2 separate regions of the Mus musculus genome follow, and region 1 is linked to region 2. A link is a contact called in public HiChIP or PLAC-seq data. All regions are on one chromosome and are shown on one strand. The core of a region is the stretch at or near the end of the contact, and the rest is flanking DNA. Distances in the headings are between cores, read along the strand shown. Region 1 holds the start of Fpgt (fucose-1-phosphate guanylyltransferase). Region 2 overlaps Tnni3k (TNNI3 interacting kinase).

What was found. HiChIP or PLAC-seq counts read pairs in DNA pulled down with a chosen protein or histone mark.
Region 1: a CTCF HiChIP or PLAC-seq map of the NIH/3T3 cell line shows a contact between it and region 2, with 8 read pairs. The contact joins the promoter of Fpgt here to the enhancer-like site in region 2. A contact is called at or near these places in 1 of 39 promoter capture datasets (hippocampal neurons), 1 of 15 datasets of contacts at CTCF or cohesin (the NIH/3T3 cell line), 5 of 484 Hi-C or Micro-C datasets (cerebral cortex, cortical neurons and ventral hippocampal neurons), 2 of 115 datasets of contacts at active chromatin or transcription factors (astrocytes and bone marrow-derived macrophages) and 1 of 9 other capture datasets (pancreatic islet).

Annotation. Positions count from the first base shown.
Region 1 is chr3:155,091,191-155,095,333 of GRCm38.p6, reverse strand. Fpgt (fucose-1-phosphate guanylyltransferase) reads left to right here and starts at 1,956. Exons shown (of 4, transcript NM_029330.2): 1 at 1,956-2,035; 2 at 3,776-3,943. The coding sequence starts at 1,978. It overlaps Lrriq3 (leucine-rich repeats and IQ motif containing 3), which reads right to left and starts at 1,900. Exons shown (of 8, transcript NM_028938.2): 1 at 1,664-1,900.
Region 2 is chr3:154,834,513-154,838,613 of GRCm38.p6, reverse strand. All of the region lies in intron 21 of Tnni3k (TNNI3 interacting kinase), which reads left to right. It also overlaps the pseudogene Gm18589. Among named protein-coding and RNA genes, the nearest start is that of Gm20389, 130 kb to the right of the region's middle. Within about 2 kb of position 1,758, at least 18 of the 459 cell types and tissues checked have an H3K27ac peak or open chromatin away from gene starts, as enhancers often do. A contact at or near this core is called in the NIH/3T3 cell line, where this site is marked.

The DNA of each region.
Region 1 (4,143 bases), core at 707-3,206, 260 kb before region 2:
CTCATCAGAAAGGTTTCTTTCTTTCTTTCTTTCTTTCTTTCTTCTTTTTGCAATATATGGCAACTAACACAGAGACTAATAACTGGTCAATGTGTAGAGAGTACAACTAAGCAGTGCTCAATTTCTGAAAGGTACACACACACACACACACACACACACACACACACACACACACAGTGTAGGGATCACTGTCAAAGGGAGGGAGAAAGAGGGTAAGTGCCGGAGGAGGTGGACACTGTTTTCTGGACATAGCAGGCAGCTGCACTCATGAACTCACAGCAGCTGTAACAGCACCCAAGGCCTGCACTAGCTCAAGACAGCACATTTCAGCATGGAATGGAAAGGTGGGTGTGAAGTACTATATGAGAAATTTAAATTTGGTTAATTTGTTTTCCACTTATAAGAATGTTTGGTAGGTACTCAAATATGTAGGCCTTTTTGACCTGTATTATTCCCTTTGGACCTCAACCTCCTCCTGTAGTTGAAAATAAATTCCCTCTCCATTCTGACAACTCACAAAATTGTCTAGCCAGCCCTGTCTTGATCTCCAGAACCACATACATGATGCACAGACACACAACAATTTCTACTATATTTGCACTAGTTTATTCTACATATCCAATATTATTACAGGTCTTCTCTTATGACTTCACTATGCTTCCCCATACATACCTTTCCTCAGCTCATTTAAATGTCATGTCATCCACTTTCAGCATCTTTTAGTAATTTCTCTCACAATCCACACTTATTTATTGGACAGGTGTTGTTGGTTAAGTGTTTCTATAATCTAAGCAATTTCTCTCCATCTCCCATTATTATCTTTTAAATTTCCACCAAATCTTTCCTGTTTGTGTTACTTTAGTAGACTCCAAATAAAGCTCTGCTTATATTCTTGCCATACCCACCAACATACTTCAGTGTGTCTGTGCCCTTTAAACATAAGGCAGGTCACCAAAAACCTGGGATGACTCCAGTTCACTCAAGACTATAAATTACAAGCTCTGACTGCTATTGCTGTTATTATCTATCGGGCCTTTCTGTATTTTCTTAATTTCCTTCAGCCGGAGTGTATTGTGAAACAGTTATCTCCTCCCCACAAATGTGTCCACTTTAAATACAGAATTAAATGCTGAGGTCAAGGCTTTAAGTGAAAAACTAAGCTTACTCAGAAACTTAAAAGTTCATAGGGAGCTGCTATGCAGAATTCTGAGTTAGATTTTAAAGAAGAGAAGCTTCTCAAGTCAAATTGTAGTGGTAAGATTTCTGGGTTTCAGACTGAAATGGCTTCCTCAAATAGCGTTCCTCTCTATGTACTATGTGAAAGATTAAAGAGATCAACCTGTAGTACTCGATATAAACTTATGCACTCTACAAGAGAAACACATATAACCACTCTATGAAAGTGTATTAAGTAAGACTGGTTCTTTCCAATATCTGGCACCTTTGGTTGAATCTCCTTGAAGCAAGTGAACACAACAGAGTGTGCAGTGCTGGCTAAAGGCGCTAGTTCAGTACTGGGCCTGGGAAGTTGGACAACTGAAGGGTGCAGAGTAGTCTGGCCCACCAGAAAGCATCCCACAGAGCCGAGCCTCTCTCTGGTTCAGGGGCCTGGCCTCCCTGGGAGGCTTCTGACAGGAATAGGAGCTCCGTGCGGGCAGGTCACCTCAGCATCTGGGTGGTGGATCCACTAATGGTGGGTGGGTTGGTCTTCTCGGTCGCACCGCGGGTTGTCAGACACGGTAAGGCAGGAACCCAGAGCTCCGCACAACCCGACCCCGCTAGGTGCCCGCCCATCTGCCCCACAGATCGTTGCCCAGGAAACGCCGCTTGCGCACGCTCACGCCATCCTAGCTTTTCAAGTCTCAGGGCGCTTCCAGGGCCGCGGTGACGTGGAGAGCATGGAGGAGGCGGGGCGGGGCGGGGCGGGGCGGGGTTTGGAGTGCGCGTGCGTGCTAAGTGTGCTCCCGGAAGTCGGCCATGGCGTCTCTCCGCGAAGCCACCCTGCGGAAACTGCGCAGATTTTCTGAGCTGAGAGGTACCAAGGCGGAACTGAGTTCTCTGCCCCCCTGCACGGAGAGCGCCTTCCCAAGGACCCCGCGCAGCTTCCTGTCCGATACCCCTTCCTGTCCGCTCCGTCCTGGCCAGGCCAGCCAGACTTTTCCCTTTTTCCCTTTTCCTCCTCTCTGTGCGAGCCTAAACTTAGATGTCAGGAAGGAGCAGTAAGAGAATTACCAACGGGAAGTAACACTGGCTTAACTCAGTGGTAGAAGACCTTTTGCTTAGAGTCTGCAGTAGTCGTTACCTTGTTTCTTTTCTTTTCCCAAGCCCCGCTGCTTAACTCCACTTTATTCCAATGTAAACCCCAATACGGAGGCAATCATGGCTTTAAATTTGATAATGTAAGTTTGGGGTACAGCTGTCTGGTAAAATTGATATTTATGAGTGCCTAAAATGTACGGTCTTATATTTGGATACCAGAATGATTGGAACTATTAAATCCAAGCTAACATGTCTGTCTCTCTCCTCTCCTTCTCCCTCCCCTTCCCCCTCCTTTCCTACCTATTCCTCCTTCTTATCTCAGTCCCTCCCTCCCTCTTTATCTTTCCCCTCCCTCTCATTCTCTCTCAACTTGTTAAAAACCTTATTAATATTTTTGCTGATTAGAGGGTTCCACTGATTCTTGAAAGTGCAATTTGTCATTTAATGAGTTCATTGAGAAGTTTAGTCCTGGGGTTTGTGTTGTATTCTGATTGCTTATATAAAGTGTAGTTTGATCATCGTTAATAAAAATATTAGAAGCTAGGACTGGTGTCGCAAGTCTGTACTGTCATCTACTTGAGACGCTAAGGCAGTAGGAACGAGGTTCAAGACCTACCTGGATTGCACAGACAAATAGACGATGATAATTGATAGACAGATAGATAATAGGTAGATCGATCGGTCGTGTGGTAGATAGATAGAAAATAAATATGAGTTCAGAGCCAATCTGTCAAGTAGTGGAAGAGTCCATGATTCACTGAAGAATGAGTCACCAAAGAATGATGCCCCAGATTCCAACAGTATGTAAACACAAAGAGTATTTATTCTGCAGAAGTCCAGCCTTCTGGGTCTCCCATTGCCAAGATAGAGAGACCCTGAAGTGAACTCGCAGGACCAATTTCAAGCACATTAGAGGAGTTCTGGGTTAGGTAGGCTTTGCCTTCCTCTATCTCTAGTCAAGTGCATTAGTGAGAAGGGGGGAAGTATAGAATAGAACTTCAATCTGTAACTGAATGTGAACAATCACTTGCAATAGCTTACTACCTTTGAACTAGCCTGTCTCAACCCTGTCAAACGTAAGATACTAAATTAATTAAATAGATAAATGAAGGATTATGAACATAGCTCAGTGATAGAGCTGGCAAGCATAGGACTCTGTGGTTATTTCCCAGTACCACAAAAGAAAAGGAAAGAAAAAAATGATAAGCAACAATAACAAAAGACCACATTCCTAAACAAAAACCTGGAAGGAGTGGATCCTTGAGTTGAAATTTCTCAGCCAGCAACATTAAGGGCCCTGGTTCGCAAAACTTGCTTTTAGAGGGTAATGTTTGCTTGTTTGTTTTGTTGATTGGTTTGTTGGTTGGTTGGTTGGTTGATTGGCTGGTTGTATCCCCTTCTTAGTATGGAAGATGGTAATGATTATCCTTTGTTAGCCCCTGTTTTGAAATAGGCAAACTTGTAAGTGAGATGACTGATAGCATTAAAAGAAGGTTCCTTGCTATTTTTCCAATAGGCAAACCCGTGGCAGCTGGAGAATTCTGGGATGTGGTTGCAATAACAGCAGCTGATGAAAAGCAGGAGCTCGCTTACAAGCAACAGTTGTCCGAGAAGCTGAAGAAAAGGGAATTGCCTCTTGGAGTTCAATACCATGTTTTTCCAGATCCTGCTGGGACCAAAATTGGTACACATTTCATGGGGGTGCTTATAAAGGACTCTGGACAAAAATAATAATTGAAAAATAATTTTTCTTTGTTTATAGTTTATAAACTGTTTATCTGTACACATGGCCTTTAAAAACTTTAAGATCTGAAACTTAGCTTTTAAAATGATAAAAGTCCAAAAAGAGATTCTGAGCCCCTGTGACTTACAGAGAAACTAGTC
Region 2 (4,101 bases), core at 509-3,008:
TGTAGGCGGAGCTCTGCCTCATCCGGTATACCTTCTATGCAGTCACACAAGCAGCAACCAAGGGAGCATGGGGATAGGTATGAGATCATCTGACAGTGAGTGATGCTGAAGTGTAAATACAGCCATGAAAGGAGTTAGAGAGCCGAGCCCCAGAGCCAAGTAGGCAGGCAGGAAGAGTCACTGATAAAGCACCATTTAAATATAAAGCATGAAAGACACGAATACAGGACGTCCTGCTGGGAAGAAAAACAAGTGCAAACTCCCCAACGGTGGGGTGGACTTCACACTATGGGTGGAGTGAGCATTATGAATTCAGTTAGTGGTTTAATAAGAGTTTTTTTTAGTGACATTTTCCAATTCAAGGCCCTGATCATGGCCCTTACACGTCGGGGATGGAGATGTATGTGGAGCCCTGCCTCTTCAGGTGTGCGGGCTGTGCACTGGCACAAGCAATGAACAACTGAGTGTGAAGATCTATGATTCATGTGGATGAGAGGCATGGCGGGTCACACGCGAGGGGTGTGTTGGGCTGCACAGGTTGAATGCACCAGATGGATGAGGTAAGCCGGACACAGGTTGGGTGTGGCCGGATGGGAATCTGCAGGAGGAAGAGTAGGTCAGGGATCACCCGACAGGTTGCTTGGGGAAGAATGCTGAGGACATGGCTTTTCACTTATGCCAATGAGATGGGCTGTGATTACAGGCTTTCACGAGAAGCGCTGCTTCATCTGAGGTGCATGCTCACATGATTACCTTGTCTGCTGCTGTCTCGGTCATGCTTTTAGAAAGCTGCACTAAGAGAAGAACATTTGAGTAAAGTCAGCAGGACAAGATGTGGCTCTGACAGCAGAGAGATAGGTTGAGGATGAAATTTTTATTTTAATGATATAATTCGACTTGACAAAAGTGAACTCAAACCTATCCAGGAGACAATGATCAATCTACAAGAACAAATAAAACACTGCTCACCTTCAAAATACCTTGTAGCTAGAGGTATTCATATAGATTCACCCAGTTCTGAGAGAGACTAAAATGAATCTAGCAAAAGATGGAGAGCTATTTTATGGAATCACTTACATACCAAAAGGATGTGTTTTATTAGTTGGATCTGCAGAGTGTGAAGGTTTTCTCTTAGGCAGAGCATACGTGTCAGACAATTCTACTGTGAGAGAATATTCAGAACAAGGCCTTATGATCCATAAATGTGACCTCACTAGGCAACAGAGAGTATAGCCTGTGTGTATGTGGTTCAGGGCTTAGGTAGTTCACACAGGATCCTGGAGTCACCTCCCCTAGCATCCCTTTGATTTTGACTGCCTGCTTGTGACAGGCAGGGTTCCAGAATGACCCATGAGATCCTTGCCCATTATACATGTATGCATCACCCCTCTGCAGGGGGAATGCACAGAACATGTAGAGACAAGGAGCTGTTCTATCTCTGGTTTTCTTCTGTCTTATCCTAGAGGAAGGTTGTCCTGTGGGGACTATCCTCTCAGGAACAGCACAGAGGAATCAGTCAGAGACATGAGCCCATGCTGGCCAGGAGAAAACCGCACATCCAGTTTGTGAGCTGTCTACATTGGGCACCTTGATTTCAGTGTGATGAGACTCAGAAAAGAACCAATTAATCTGTGCTGGGCTCCTGGCCCATAGAAACAACAAGGTAAAACAGCGACTAAAACATACAGTTTGCTGGAGACTCCTAAATCTGGACTCATTTCTTATACAGTAATGGGCCTTTTATTGCAATGGTTCTGAATTCTGACCTCTTAATTCTGATTACTCAAACTATAGGAATTTGAATTCCTCTGGTGCATTTGGGATATCTAGCCTCAAAATAAATGTTATTACTAAAAAGAGAACAAGGGTTAAGACTTCCTTTGTGTCCTTGCCTTGTGGTTCTACATGGTTGGCTCCAGGATCTTTTTTAAAATTTCCCAGTGCTTGCAATGATTATCAGTGGGCAGGTTGATCATGGAGGCTGTAGATTAACTTTGAAGGAGAGTCTTTATAACTTCACAGTACACTAGACGCAAACACAGGAAAGGAAGAAGTCACGGGTGGTCTGTGGCTTAGGATCTTAGCAAGTAAACACTGTTGTTATTAACTGAACCGGAAAGGTTAGAGTTCATGTTGTGCTCCATTTTGGCCCTGGTTTGGGCCTTGAGGACAAATCCGAGCCTGGCTTGAGTTTTGAGACCTTTCTCAGTCACTTCCTTATCAGGGTGACTCAGCAAGACCTGTTTGGCCCTGCCTCTGCCCTGCCATTGCTGACATAGAGCTTTGCCATTGGCCCTGTCAGTCACCCCATATTCTCTGTCACCCTTCCCCAGCTCCTACATCATCTTACCCCACCAAAAATCTCCCTCCCTATGTTCCAAACATAGAGGCTGATGCCATAAAGTTGAGTTCCTGCTTTGACAAGACTCCTGGCTCGATGTGTTTCTTTTGAGCTGTGGACACTTGCCATCCTGCTCAGCCCCAGAGTGACCTGGGAGGGACATGGACCTCTCTCTTCTCTCCTGGTCCTATGGGCAAGGAGCTGGCAAGTTCACAGCTGGAGAGAAGTGAACCAGAGGTAGAGAGCTGGCACCTGTTTATAGACAAGAGGCTGAGAGGCTGAGTTTATAAACAAACTGACTCAAAATGAAATCATTCTGGGACAACTGAAAATGTAGAGGGAAGGAGGAAAACCAAAGAGTCAATGGCAGAGACAGGGAAAGGTTCAGAGTCAACCAAGAAGACATCTTAGGGACAAAGGAGTGTGCTTAATGCCATGAAAAGTAAGAGGAACACTGAAATATAACATTGAGGAGGTATTTGTTCTCCTCACAAGGAAGATGTTGGCAGAGAAAGTATGATTGGTGTGAAGGTGTGGGGGTGTTCAAAGACAGGATTAGACAACTTTTAGGGCATCTTGTGGGTAAAAGTGAGCAAGCCGATGATGAGCAGGGTAGATCCTTGAGCGTCCACATACTAGTTTTATTTTGTTGCTGATTTTTAAATGGGGAAAAACATTGTGCATCTGTAGACCCGTGGGATAAACACTGTCAGGTAAAGCACGAAGTGGGGAGAATTGCTGGCAGAAAACACACACACACACACACACACACACACGACAGAGCATACACGTGACAGCTAGCTGCAGGTAAAGGTAGGCAAGTCCATCTATCCTTGGGAACAAAAGGGATGAAGGCTATGTGTGGGGAGGAACAGGTGAGTAGAGCGATGTCATCCTGGGAACTGGAGAGCTAGAAGAGTTTGCAAGATGTGACAGAGCGTAGGCCAGACATAAGTAAGAGGCTTGCTCGGCAGTGCAAGAGGCCAGCTGCGCTGAATGTGATCTTAAGATGAGGCTGGCATCATTTTTGAGGAGAATTCAAAGACAAGAAAGAATAAGGAAATTGGGCTTTGTGGGTGAGAATGGTAACAGGAGTGACCAACTGTGGTGAAATATAAGACAAAGAAAGGGATGGGTAAAGCTGGTAAGATACAGGAAATGGAGAGTTAGATGATGCTGTGGTGCCTGAGGTCCTATGGAAAGTGTCTCAATGAGAAGGCTTTGTTTTTCCTGGTAAGACGACTTGGGAGAACCAGGAATTCAGGGTGTTAGAGCTAAAATTCTACAAGTGAGGCACACGAAGGAAGAGACTTCGCATAGACTGAGTAATGTCAGAGTAGGATGGGGAACACGGAAGAACCTCATAGACCTGTTTATGAGACTCGGATAGGACCCAAGAGAGAGCGCCCATGTCAATGGAGAGGGAAAACTCACTAGGGAGAAGGAGACAAGGGGCCTGTAGGCCAGGGTGCTAAGACTTTCAATATGTACAGTAAAGGAACTGAGCATGCAGAGCTTGACTGTAAACCAGTCGTTAAGACACCAAAGAACAGACTGTGTGGAAGAGGTGATGACATGGTGCTCTAAAGGGAGAAACCCTTATAGGCAGCAGCAAGGAAGACACAGCTGCTCACCCACCAACTCAGAGGAGCAGGACTGAGCTCTCCAGCAACGACGCTCCCATTTGTGCAGGCTCCGGAGCCAGCAGTGTCCTCGGGGGAGGAATAGATAGAGAGGGAGAAATTGTTCTGCTACGGTTC